Regions from separate parts of the Rattus norvegicus genome. Here region 1 is linked to region 2. A link is a contact called in public Hi-C data. All regions are on one chromosome and are shown on one strand. The core of a region is the stretch at or near the end of the contact, and the rest is flanking DNA. Distances in the headings are between cores, read along the strand shown. Region 1 holds the start of Gab1 (GRB2-associated binding protein 1). Region 2 has its middle 62 kb from the start of Gab1.

Evidence for each region. A called contact is a pair of places that touch in the nucleus more often than the background predicts.
Region 1: a contact with region 2 is called in a Hi-C map of liver, with 1.8 times the contacts expected there. The contact joins the promoter of Gab1 here to the enhancer-like site in region 2. A contact is called at or near these places in 7 of 12 Hi-C or Micro-C datasets (the A7r5 cell line, the Rat2 cell line, kidney and 3 more) and 1 of 1 datasets of contacts at active chromatin or transcription factors (oligodendrocytes).

What each region holds. Positions count from the first base shown.
Region 1 is chr19:44,034,042-44,039,641 of GRCr8, reverse strand. Gab1 (GRB2-associated binding protein 1) reads right to left here and starts at 3,949. Exons shown (of 10, transcript NM_001108444.1): 1 at 3,597-3,949. The coding sequence starts at 3,668.
Region 2 is chr19:43,970,656-43,976,102 of GRCr8, reverse strand. No RefSeq gene overlaps it. Among named protein-coding and RNA genes, the nearest start is that of Gab1, 62 kb to the left of the region's middle. Within about 2 kb of position 2,327, at least 4 of the 93 cell types and tissues checked have an H3K27ac peak or open chromatin away from gene starts, as enhancers often do. A contact at or near this core is called in liver, where this site is marked.

The sequences.
Region 1 (5,600 bases), core at 2,700-5,199, 62 kb before region 2:
AAAAGTCAGAGTCCCACGGGCAACATTTCCCAGCAGAACCATGACACTCAAACTCCCTTAGGTCTCATTTAATAATTACAGTGCAAGCATCCAAGATAAGCTTTTCACGCTGAATATGCTCATTAAAAACCATTATCAGGCCAGAAAGATGGCCCAGAGGGTTAAGGCTCTTGCCCCTATGCCTGGCAACCACAGTCTGATACTCACTCAGGACCCACATGGGGGAAGGGAAGAGCACACTGCAGAGTACAAGTTGTCCACTGACCTCCAAGCCATGGAAGTGAGCGTGTGCCCCACGAGAGCTCGCCCTCCCTCCCCTCTCTCCCTCTCTCTCCCTCTCTCTCTCTCTCTCCCTCCCTCCCTCTCTCTCTCCCTCTCTCTCTCTCTCTCTCTCTCTCTCTCTCTCTCTCTCTCGTGTGCACATGCATAAAACACACACACACACGGAAGGAAGGAAGGAAGGAAGGGAAAACAGATTGAAAAATATTGCCAGGCATGGTGGCACATGTCTTTTATCCCAGCACTTGGCAGGCAGAAACAGACAGATCTCTGAGTTCCAGGCCAGCCATGACTACACAGTGAGATCCTATCAGGGGGGAAAGCTGTCAAAAGTGGGAAAGAAAGAGCTCAGTTGTAGAACATTGGGAACTATGTTTGAGGCCTTGGGCTCAAGGCCTTGGGCTCTACCCTCATAGATAAAAATATAAAAATTTGAAAAATAAAAACCATTATCAATCATTCTTTGGCCTACTTTGCAGGATTTTCACCAAAAAGGAAAAATAGAATAGAAAAAAATGCATGTATTCATGCCTTTAAAAAAACAAAACCAGATGGATACCCAGGTCAAAGATTCAATACTCTGAGGATGTCAAATCTAGGGACTAAACCTGACAGATAAACATCAGTTGCAGGCCGCCGTCATCTTCTTGGCAGTCGCCTGTCTACTACCATCCAGGCCATCCTCATCTACTCCACTAAGGTGTGAAGAAGCACTAGTCAGCTGGAGACACGGCTCACATGAGAAAATGCTTCCCACAGAAGCACAAGAAACTCAGCCCAACCCCAGCTCCATGAAACAAACCAAGCTGCTGCACTTTATAATCCCAACACTGGTGAGGTGGAGACAGGAGGATGCCTGATCTCACTAACGAGCCCCCTGACCCTAATCCGTAAGCCTCAGATCCCAGTGAGACCCTTTGAGAAGAGCGAGGTGGAACAGCGAGCTTCACTGGAATGGCATACCTGAGGTTGACCTCTGGCCAACACAAATGCACATGTGCATGTATGCCTACACGCATGCGCGCGCACACACACACACACACACACGCGCAAGGAAACCACTAGTTCTCCACCAAGCAAGAAATTCCTTGGCTTCCCCCCACACCCTGCTTACTGAAACACAATTTAGGGACTGAGTTTTCTCCTGAAGGCATCTATAAAAATCAACACCACTCAACTCAGACACACAGATAGAAACCACTTTGCATTCTGGCTGACTTTCTCTGCACTTGCTTTAAGACTCTGTTGTTCCCCAAAACTTTAAAAGCTACTTAGGAGCAAAGGCTGGGGCACTGTGTATCTGATTGGTTCTTCTTCCTTGAGTTCTCGCCTAATTCAGAGAAAGTATATACTGGAAAGACTTGATGACTCAATCTGAGCTTCACATTTCGCAGACCCCCAACCCCTGAATTCACCCACTCTTCCCTGATTCAGAAGCTACCAGGGTTTGGAATGATTGGGACTTGAATGGGAGAAAATTGCTGTGGTCATACAATGAGACATGTAAATATATAGAATCATATATTCCCACACAGTTGATTTCTTCATGTGTATTTATTATTAATATTTTTATAATCAACTGTACTTTGTTTTTGTGTTTGTGTGTTTTGTTTTTGAGACATGTTCCTAGGTAGCCTGGAATTTGCTACAGAGACGAGTCTGGCCACGGAGCCTCCCATTTCTGTCTCTGGAGTGCTGGAGGCATATACCGCCTGCCCAGTTTTTATTTTGTTTGTCCTTTATTAGCTGTCGATTTTTCTTCCTGCAAGGCTTTTCTCCTTACCTCGTGGCTGGTAACTCGTACAGAACTCAGCACGTCTGCTGTGCCATAAAGTAAGGTGAACGAGTGCCCTGAACTGCACTCCAGCAAATATACTGTACTTTAGTTTCCTCAAGATTCCTAAAAACGTCTTTCCTAAATAGTGCCGTATCTTTATTTCCTCACCCCTCATCTCTTCACACACAATCGTCTCTTCAGAGCTAATCCCGAAGACACCACTGCCACTCTCGAATTTTTGGAATCAAGTGGCCATCTTTACCGAGAAATCCAGGCAAAGCGTGACAGATGGAGAGACATCTTTGGGGAACCTCTGACAATTTGTCAAATCACATCTTTCAATGAAATTACTTGACTGTAATAAATTCTACCAGAAGGTAAGCCAGAAACTCGCTGGTGAGCTTCGTGAAAATAAATATTGTCCTGTCTCATGCAAGCGAGTAATCAGATGGTACTCGGTGTAGGCTCCCCTCCCACCAGAAACAGGTTTCATCAAAACAGGTAGTAAGCTCTACCTAAGTGGGTACACGGTTTGCTTTTGAAAAACACATTTTTACCCTAAAAATATTTGCTTCAAATACCAGGACAAAGTGTCATTTCTTTCCTGGCAGGGGACATGGTAAAATTAGCTGATCTGAAGCAGGGCTTAAGATCCCAGACTCCTGATGAGGATACAGATTTTCACTCAACTATTATAGGTTCCTTCAAGATACAGTTTTCCTACCAGTGAACACAGTCAACTCACAATCAGCATCTTGAATCAATTACGCAAATACCAGTTAAGCCGTTCTGGAGCCCGGGAAAAGAATCCCCAACACCAAGAAATCCCTGTTGGCTTCAGCTGTCCCCTCCTGCGGGGCTTGACAGTGCGTCTAAGAAGCCCAAACACCAGCCACCAGGCTCCCCCCAGCGCCCTCCTGTCGCATCAAACCGCCAGGGTTCTCAGGCCAAAATCCAGTGTCCCTCAAAGCAAAACCACGAAAATGTGAACCCTGCTAAGCAGACGGTAGGGCTCGTAAGAACTTTTTTTTTTCCTTTCCCTTGAGCGAATATTTTGAGAAGTTTGCCTTTATTATCCACTTCTTGTGTCCACGGTTCACTTCCCTCCACCTCCTGGAGACGCAAAGGAGAGCGGACGCGGACCCAATCGAGAACCTGTGAGTACTACTACTCACGGAGAGCCGGGTGAAGGGAGATTTAACAGCATCGTGAGAATCTAATATACATAATAAAAGAAGGTTCTGTCTCCCCGTTTCACCCCGCCCTTGCTAAATGGAATCAACAACTAAACTATGCAGCCAGCTTTGAGCTGGAAAACTGGGCTCCTCTAACAGACAAGGCCTGCAAGGAAGGCGGTCTGCAATACGGAGAGAGAAAGTTTGGCCGCCGAGTGGACGTCAGGGTGGGACTGAACTGCACCGGGTCCGGAGCCCGCCGGCCGAGAGAGGGATCGAGGAAGAGGAGGACGGGATTCCTGGAAGAGCCTGCCCGGCGCGCAGGCTGCTGCACCGCGGCCGACGGTGCCCTGACCTGTACTTACATAACGCTTCAACTTCTTCTCCGGGGGGGACTTGCGGAGCCATCCCGAGCAAACCACTTCGCCGCCGCTCATGGTGCACGCCGTGAGGGCTGGAGGACCAGGCACCGGAGGGGTTGGTGGACACAGCGGACGCGCTCCGGGCACAGCGAGCACACGCAGCCCAGAGGACGTCGCAGATTCCCCCGACGGGGCGGCCCGGCTCCCCGCGCCCTGTGCTGGCGATCGAACCTCTCTCCCGCAGATCCGCGGACCGAAGAGGAACCCGATCGGGAACCGCGGGGACCAGGTCTCTCCGGCCTTCTTTCAGTGCACCCTCCTGGCCGCCAGGCGCACCGTCCCGCCGCCTAGGCAGCGGTCGGGCTCGGCTGGGACTCTGCCCGAACAGGGAGCCGGGAGCTGGAAGCCCTGCGCTCCGCCCCTTGAGGACGGGACCTCCCGCGGTCTCTCCCCGCTGCGGACCCCACGCTGCACGCGCACACACAATGCCCGTGCGCGGTGTCCGCTCCGCTCCGCCCGCTGGCGCTTTCACACTGAGAGGGGCTCGATCTTCTTCCCTCTGCTCGGAAAAGGGCGCCTGGAAAGGCGTGCGGCGTCCGGGTGGCAGCCGGCTCAGGGGCAGGTCCCGAGCCGCCTACAGAGTTCGGGGACCAGCGGCGAGGACCGGGGCGTCGCCGGGCGTCGGGGAGGTCGCGGGTCCGCGGCGGGAGGGTGGGTCTGCGCACCAGCCTCGGATGAGGGCGGGGATCAGCGCAGGGACGAAGCTCAGGGCGGCTCTGCTCTGGGGAGGGACCCCTCTGTCCCGTCCCCTGCGCTCCTCCCCCACCCCGGGGGCGCGCGGCGGGTTCGGGGAGGCGCGGCCCGGGCTCCAGCCCTCCTCCTTCTGGCCTTTCTGCCTCCCCTTCCCACGATCGGTCGCCTCTAGCTTCTGCCCAGACTTTCTCTGAAACTCCTCCGGAGCGCTTCCAGCCAAAACAACAAGGGCTGGGGAGGCGGGGCCGGCGCTGGGAGGGAGCGAGATGGCAGAGGCACCCTGGGATCTGTAGTCAGCCGGCGCGCTGGGGTCCCTGCCGCCCCGGGCCCGAGCGCTGGGGAAGACGGCGGTCTCCGGGAACGCAGCGCCACCCCAGTGTGAGCGCGGGAGTGCCGGGCACACTCGCCAGCTCTGTCTGAGTTTGCCATCTTGACAACCCCCGGTGTCAGAAGTTTGTACTCGGCTGTTCCCTAGTGATCTAGAGTTTCGGAGGGTTTTCCTTACTAGACAGCCTGAAAAGAGAGCCCAGTCAGGAAGAAGAACCCACTTGAGCGGGTCCTAGTTGCTCAAGACTGAAGGCCTGCGACCCCCGGACCAGGAACGCGCCAGAACCCTCACTGTGCACCCAGAGATCAAGGGGGACCTCCTGGGTGACTAGGGCCTGACCCAGGAGTGGTGTGGCCTCTTAGCCTCCTCAAAGCAATCAGTTGCATGTATCTCTGAGGCAGGAAAAAGTCTCACACTACCTCCATTCATGGGCTGTTTCTTCCAGTAGGTTTGTGTTTGCTTAAAACCTGCCCTGGGATGTTGGACAGGAAACAAAATCGTACTGGATACCTAATTCTATTTGCCTTCGTGTGTGGTTTACAGTTATTACACCTGGGCCGAGTTTAAGAAAGTCTTGTAATCGAGCTCTTCCTCCTGGTGTGCTTGAAACAAAGCTTTGGAACAAACTTTAGGAGGCGACATAATCAGATAAATACTCTGAAGAGTTGGGCGTGGTGATGTGTGCCTTTAATTCTAGCGTTGGGAGGCAGAGGCAGGCAGATTTCTGAGTTTAAGGCCAGTTTTGTCTACAAAGTGAGTTTTAGGACGGCCATGACTATGTAGAGAGACCCTGTCTCAAAAGGAGGGCTTGTGTGAACATACAAATAGATAAACATGCATTTCTGAGAAGTAAGAGTTTGGGGCTTTCCTATTAAATGCGTGTTCTGGGCTGGGGATTTAGCTCAGTGGTAGAGCGCTTACCTAAG
Region 2 (5,447 bases), core at 1,078-3,577:
CAGCTCCCTGCCTGCCTTTTACACTCCTCAGGTGTCTTTTAGTGATGGCGTTATTTTATTTTTTGTATCACCTGCATCTCCCTTTGCCAGCTTTCTTTTTTTTTTCTTTTTTTTCTTTTTTTCGGAGCTGGGGTCCAAACCCAGGGCCTTGCACTTGCTAGGCAAGCGCTCTACCACTGAGCTAAATCCCCAACCCCCTTTGCCAGCTTTCGATGGATGATGCTGTTGGTGTTGTTTGTCAGGACTTTTAGGGCTAACTGCATCCTGAGTTTGTCTCCTCCTCTTGTACCTTCGAGTCATTTACCTAGCTTAGAGGATTTTCAAATATTATCTCTTCAAATACTTCTGCAGCGAGCCCTTCCAGTTCAGTGACACGAACTGAGTGCTAAGGAAGGCCAGAGGCTCAAGCTTCTATGCTTTCTCTGTCCACGCCAACCCTGTTGAGTTTCACTTTTGACCCCCTTTCTGTCACAGTATTTTCCGTTTCCTAATGTCTTCTGTTTCTTGACTAAGATTTTCAACTTTTTGTTTCAGGATAATTTATTCTTGATAGTGGAGATATTCTTATGATACCTGCATTAAAATCCTTCTCAAACAATTATTCATTCTCCACCTCTGATTTTTCTTGGCTTTAGCCAATTAACTGCCTTCTTCCCTCCCTCCCCTTTTTTTAAGACATAGTTTCAGTGTGTATCCTTCTGTCTTGTCCTTCCAAATTCTAGGATCCCAAGAAGGCACCATGCCCAATAAAGTCAGGGTCTCCCTCCCTCCCTCCTTCCCTCCCTCCCTCCCTCCCTCCCTCCCTTCCCCTCCCTCTTTCTTTTTTGATGTAGTCCAGTGTGATGGTTGGTTTTAATACTAACTTGGCCACACATTACAATCATCAAGAAGGGAGCATTACCTGAGGAGTTGCCCTGATCGCCTTCACTGATGTGGAAGACTCACTCCAAGCCTATGTGTAGCAGATTAAAGGAAGGCTCGGCAGAAGGAAAATTAATTACCTTTTGTTTGCTTGGGTGTCCCTCTTTCTAGTGAGTTAATTTACCCTGTTGTTTCTTTGGCTGATTCCTTCCTGGTTCTTCCTGGTAATCAGCACCAGCACGTCCAGGCTTCCACTGTGAACTAAGACCAACAGCTCTCGGAAACTTCCAGAGTTTTGGCATCAGAGGGCATCAGATTGGAACTGTCAAGGCTCCGGCCTTGTAAACTGAGAGGCTACTGGGTCACTGGCCTCTCCAGGACGAGGAAGCCACTGTGGGACCACTTCTAGCTGCTAGGGACAAAACAACTATGGGGCACTTAGCCTCTTAGGTGAGACACCTGTTGTTACTCTCATAATATATGCTGATTTAGCATATTTTCACCCTATGGGTTTTCTTTCTCCAGAGAACCATGGTTAGTACCTGGCCTTGGGTGCACAATCCTCCTACCTCAGCATGCCTTGTGGAGCTTGCTGTGTGTGTACTGAGGCCGGGTAGATGTGATGTGGGGAACTGAACCTAGGGCTTTGTCCATGCTGACTGCTTCATTCAGACGGCCAGACAGCCAGACTCTCTACCAACTAAGTCCGACCTCCTGCCCGAGGAGTGTTCCAAGCACTTCCACCAAGTCTTTTAGCCTTTGAACAGCTTTGCACAACTGGAACAGTGTTCTTTGGCTTAACAGTAGTCCCAAAACAACCACAAAGAAAAGTCAGCCTGATCTTTCCCCCCTTGTCTGACTGTCATCGCCTCTAAGTTACCTGGACTGTAGGCCGAGCCTCTTGGAAGCAACACTAAGTTCACGGCTGTCACTGGCTTGTGGGTCATCCGCTGATATTTGGGGTTTTACTTTGGTAAACCCCATTTCCTCTCCACATTTAGGTGATCTTTAAATTTGCTACTCAGTGGCGTGCGTGCTAGAACAAGGCCCCCCCATGCACTGGCTGTGTATTTTAATTTTCTGGTCCAGTACACTGAACCTGTCCTGGATGGCGAAGATGTTAGAATAAACAAACATTTAGCCCTAGGAACATGCCAGAAACACAGGTTCCTAAGTCCAGGTCATTGACTTTGGAAGTCGGAGGAAGGAGGTCCCTCCGGTTCAGGCTGCACATCATGGAGACCTTCAGGGAGGTCCCTTTTAGTTCGGTACGTATGTAGAGTGCTTGTCTTGTGAAGACAGGTTAATGGACACTACTCAGGTTCAACCTCGGACACGATGCCCCTAACAAAGACATCACATGTTCACTTAGCAGTAGTACATCTGACACCCTCACAGCAGGGGAGCAGAGGCCCCAGGAGTGGTGCTTATGCAGTGACACTGCCTACTCAGCCTAGGCAACTCTAGGACAGGAGAAGAACACCGCCCCTCCCCCATCCCAGTCTCCCCTGCCCCTAACACAAAACCTGACAGGCTAGAGAAGATACTATTCAACGATGAATTCTAGCGCTGGGGAGGTAGCTCAGCTAAGGAGAGCTTGCCTGGCAGAATCAAAGCCCGGGTCAGATCCTCAGTACCAACCCAAACACAAAGCAAGACTCGGATGTACCCCAGCTGTGGCAGGGGCTGCCGGTGAGCCCTGGAAGAGCTGCTGATTCCCACAAGAACATGCAGTGCTGTGGTGTGAAAGATTAACGACCAAATAACTAACAGCAGTATAGGTCATGAAGATAAAGACTAGGAAGAGATGAAAATGGCCGGGCTAGTGGTCACCCAAAGGGGTTAATTGCTAATTTATGGGAACAAGGGAGCTGATTTAGGGGAAATTGCTTTCGTGGCCTGCAGACAGGCAGTGCAGTGTGAGAGAGCTTCCTGTTCTACAGCCCATCCTCCTTTTTCCTGAAAGGAGAGGCTCTTCTTCTTTTTAGTATTTATTTATTTATTTATTTATTTATTTATTTATTTATTTATTTATTTAACAAAATCTTCCTGTTACTAAGGGGCTGCTTCCTGTGGAAAATCCTGAATAGCGTTTGGTGATTGGAAAACAAAAAAGCCATATAACAAAAAAGTAATAATCAGGGGTTAGGATCCTGGTGCTTAAGTCAGGAAGGAAAAACAAAACAAAACAAAACAAAAAACTGCATTTTCAACTCAGAGACCGTCCGGGGGCCTTTGGGAATCCCTGTTTTTGGTTTTAGCAATTTGTTTTGGCTTCTGAGCAACCTCAGAGGGTAACGGCTTTGCTAATTGGATCAGAGAGCACAGCCACTGTAATTCATTTAAGGGTGTGAACACCCCCTCCCTTAATGATATTTGCTGTTACTGAATTCTCTGAGGACCAAGAAAAATGATGCAGACTACAGTGATTGCATTTTCCACCAAGGGAGCTATTAACTCTTGAGGACAGAGAATTCACAACGAATCCGTTCGGACTCTGTTACTGTCTTATCATGTTTCTATAAAATATTTCATCAAAATCCAACAAGGTCCTTCTGGGGAATTTCTCACTAATTTTCAATGTAAACCTGACTGCAGAACATAGAAACATTAGCTTTGTTACTTTTTTCTTCAGGTAATTTCTTCCACACAAAAGTTTATGTCATTTGCTATTTGCCAATAGCAGACCAGTGGTCGTCTCATTAGTGTTGTGTATGGTCTGCTTGTTGAGGGGCAGTGAAGGAGGGTGGTGAGGATGTGGTTTGTTTAGTAAAATGTTTGAATCCCCAGCGTCAGTGTAAAAAGCCAGATGTAGATATGTGTGTTTGTAGTCCCAGGAGTGAGAAGGCAGAGACAGGACATTCCTGGTACTCACTAACCAGCCACTCTAGCTGAATTCATGAGCTCCGGGTTCAGTGAGAGACCCTGTCTCAAAATAGAAGGTGGAAAATGATGGGTGAAGATACCTGATGTCTACTGTGACTTACACACACACACACACACACACACACACACACACACACAGGTGCTCATGCATGCACACAGACACACACACAGACACACACACAGGCACGCACACATGCACACAGACATAAACACACACATACACACACAGGCATGCATGCATGCACACACATGCACACACAGACACACATTTGTGGCTACATGTGAACACGTGTACACAAACAGAATTGAAAAATGGAATTTTCACTAACCACTGAAAATAAGGGCACCTTGGTGAAAGCAATGAAGTAAAATTAAATCCCACAAAAAAAGGCAGCAGAGACAGGATGGTTGGGTGAGTAAAGGTATTTGCTACCAACCCTGTCAGCCTGTGTTTGAGCTTCCCTTTGTACTTGAAGTGAAGGAGAGAATAACCCTTACATCTTGTCCTCTGACCTACACACACACACACACACACACACACACACACACACACACACACACAATCTAAAATGTAAAATTATAGCAGGGTGTGGTGGTGGCATACATTTCAGTTCCAGTCCTCGGGAGGCCAAGGCAGATGGATCTATGTGAGTTCGAGACTAGCCTGGTCTACAGAATGAGTTCTGGAATAGCCAGAGCAAGGTAGTAGACCCTATCTCAAACGAATGGACAGCAAGCTACAATAGTAAAACTAAAAACGCTAAGGTTAAAAGTAAGGAAAACACATTTGTTTTCAGAAAGAAAGAGAAAGAAAAAAGAAAAAAGAAGGGAAGGAGGCAGAAAGAAAGAGACAAAGGAAACCAAGAGGAGGGGGGGACAGAAGCAGGCTTTTTCCAGGCAGCCTCTTGGCTGATGCCGTGGTCCACACCACCAAGTTGTCCTGTGTCAGAAGAGGCTGTGGCCCTGGCATTTGGGGTGCAAGGGAGAGATCTGGTGTAACTGAGTACCTGGGAGCTGACTAGATGGCTGTTGGCTGAGTGAATTGACCTTTTCCAGACCCTTTGTTCCATCCGAAATACCATCTCAAAGCTTGTTAGAGGCCAGTCACTTACTGCTTGTACCTCAGCGCCCCTAACTCCGTGTCTGTTTATGAGAAGGGTAGAGCCCATGAGTTTATGAGATGGGTGGACAGCACTTGCTGATCCTTCCTTCCCTGTGCCCCGTTAGCTTACACATGCGATAGCTAACCTCTGCCTCAGGACAACCCCAATAATGTTTTCAAAGCTTTATTTATTATTATCGGGGTGTGATTACATGGATGTGTGCATGTACATATTCACGAGGGTTGGAACTTACATGTCAGGGTGTACCTGTGGAGATCAGAGGAAGACTTTGTGCATTCAAGTCTTTCCATTCACCTTTACATGGATTCTGTAAAATTCTGGTCACCAAGTTTCTGTGACAAGGGTCTGTCTTTAGCTGCTGTGCTCTCACTCCTTCAGTCCCCACTGAGAATCGATAGTCCCTTTGCAGGTTGATGTCATTTTGCAGGAAGGCAGGTACAGGATAGAACGAGGCCTGACATTGGATGAGAAGGAAGGATGGGCGGGATTAAAGTTTTAGAAAGGAGAGAAGGGGCGGGAGGGAGAGGAAGGAGCTGGGAGAACATGGCGGCAGATGTTAAGATTCTTCTCTGCGCG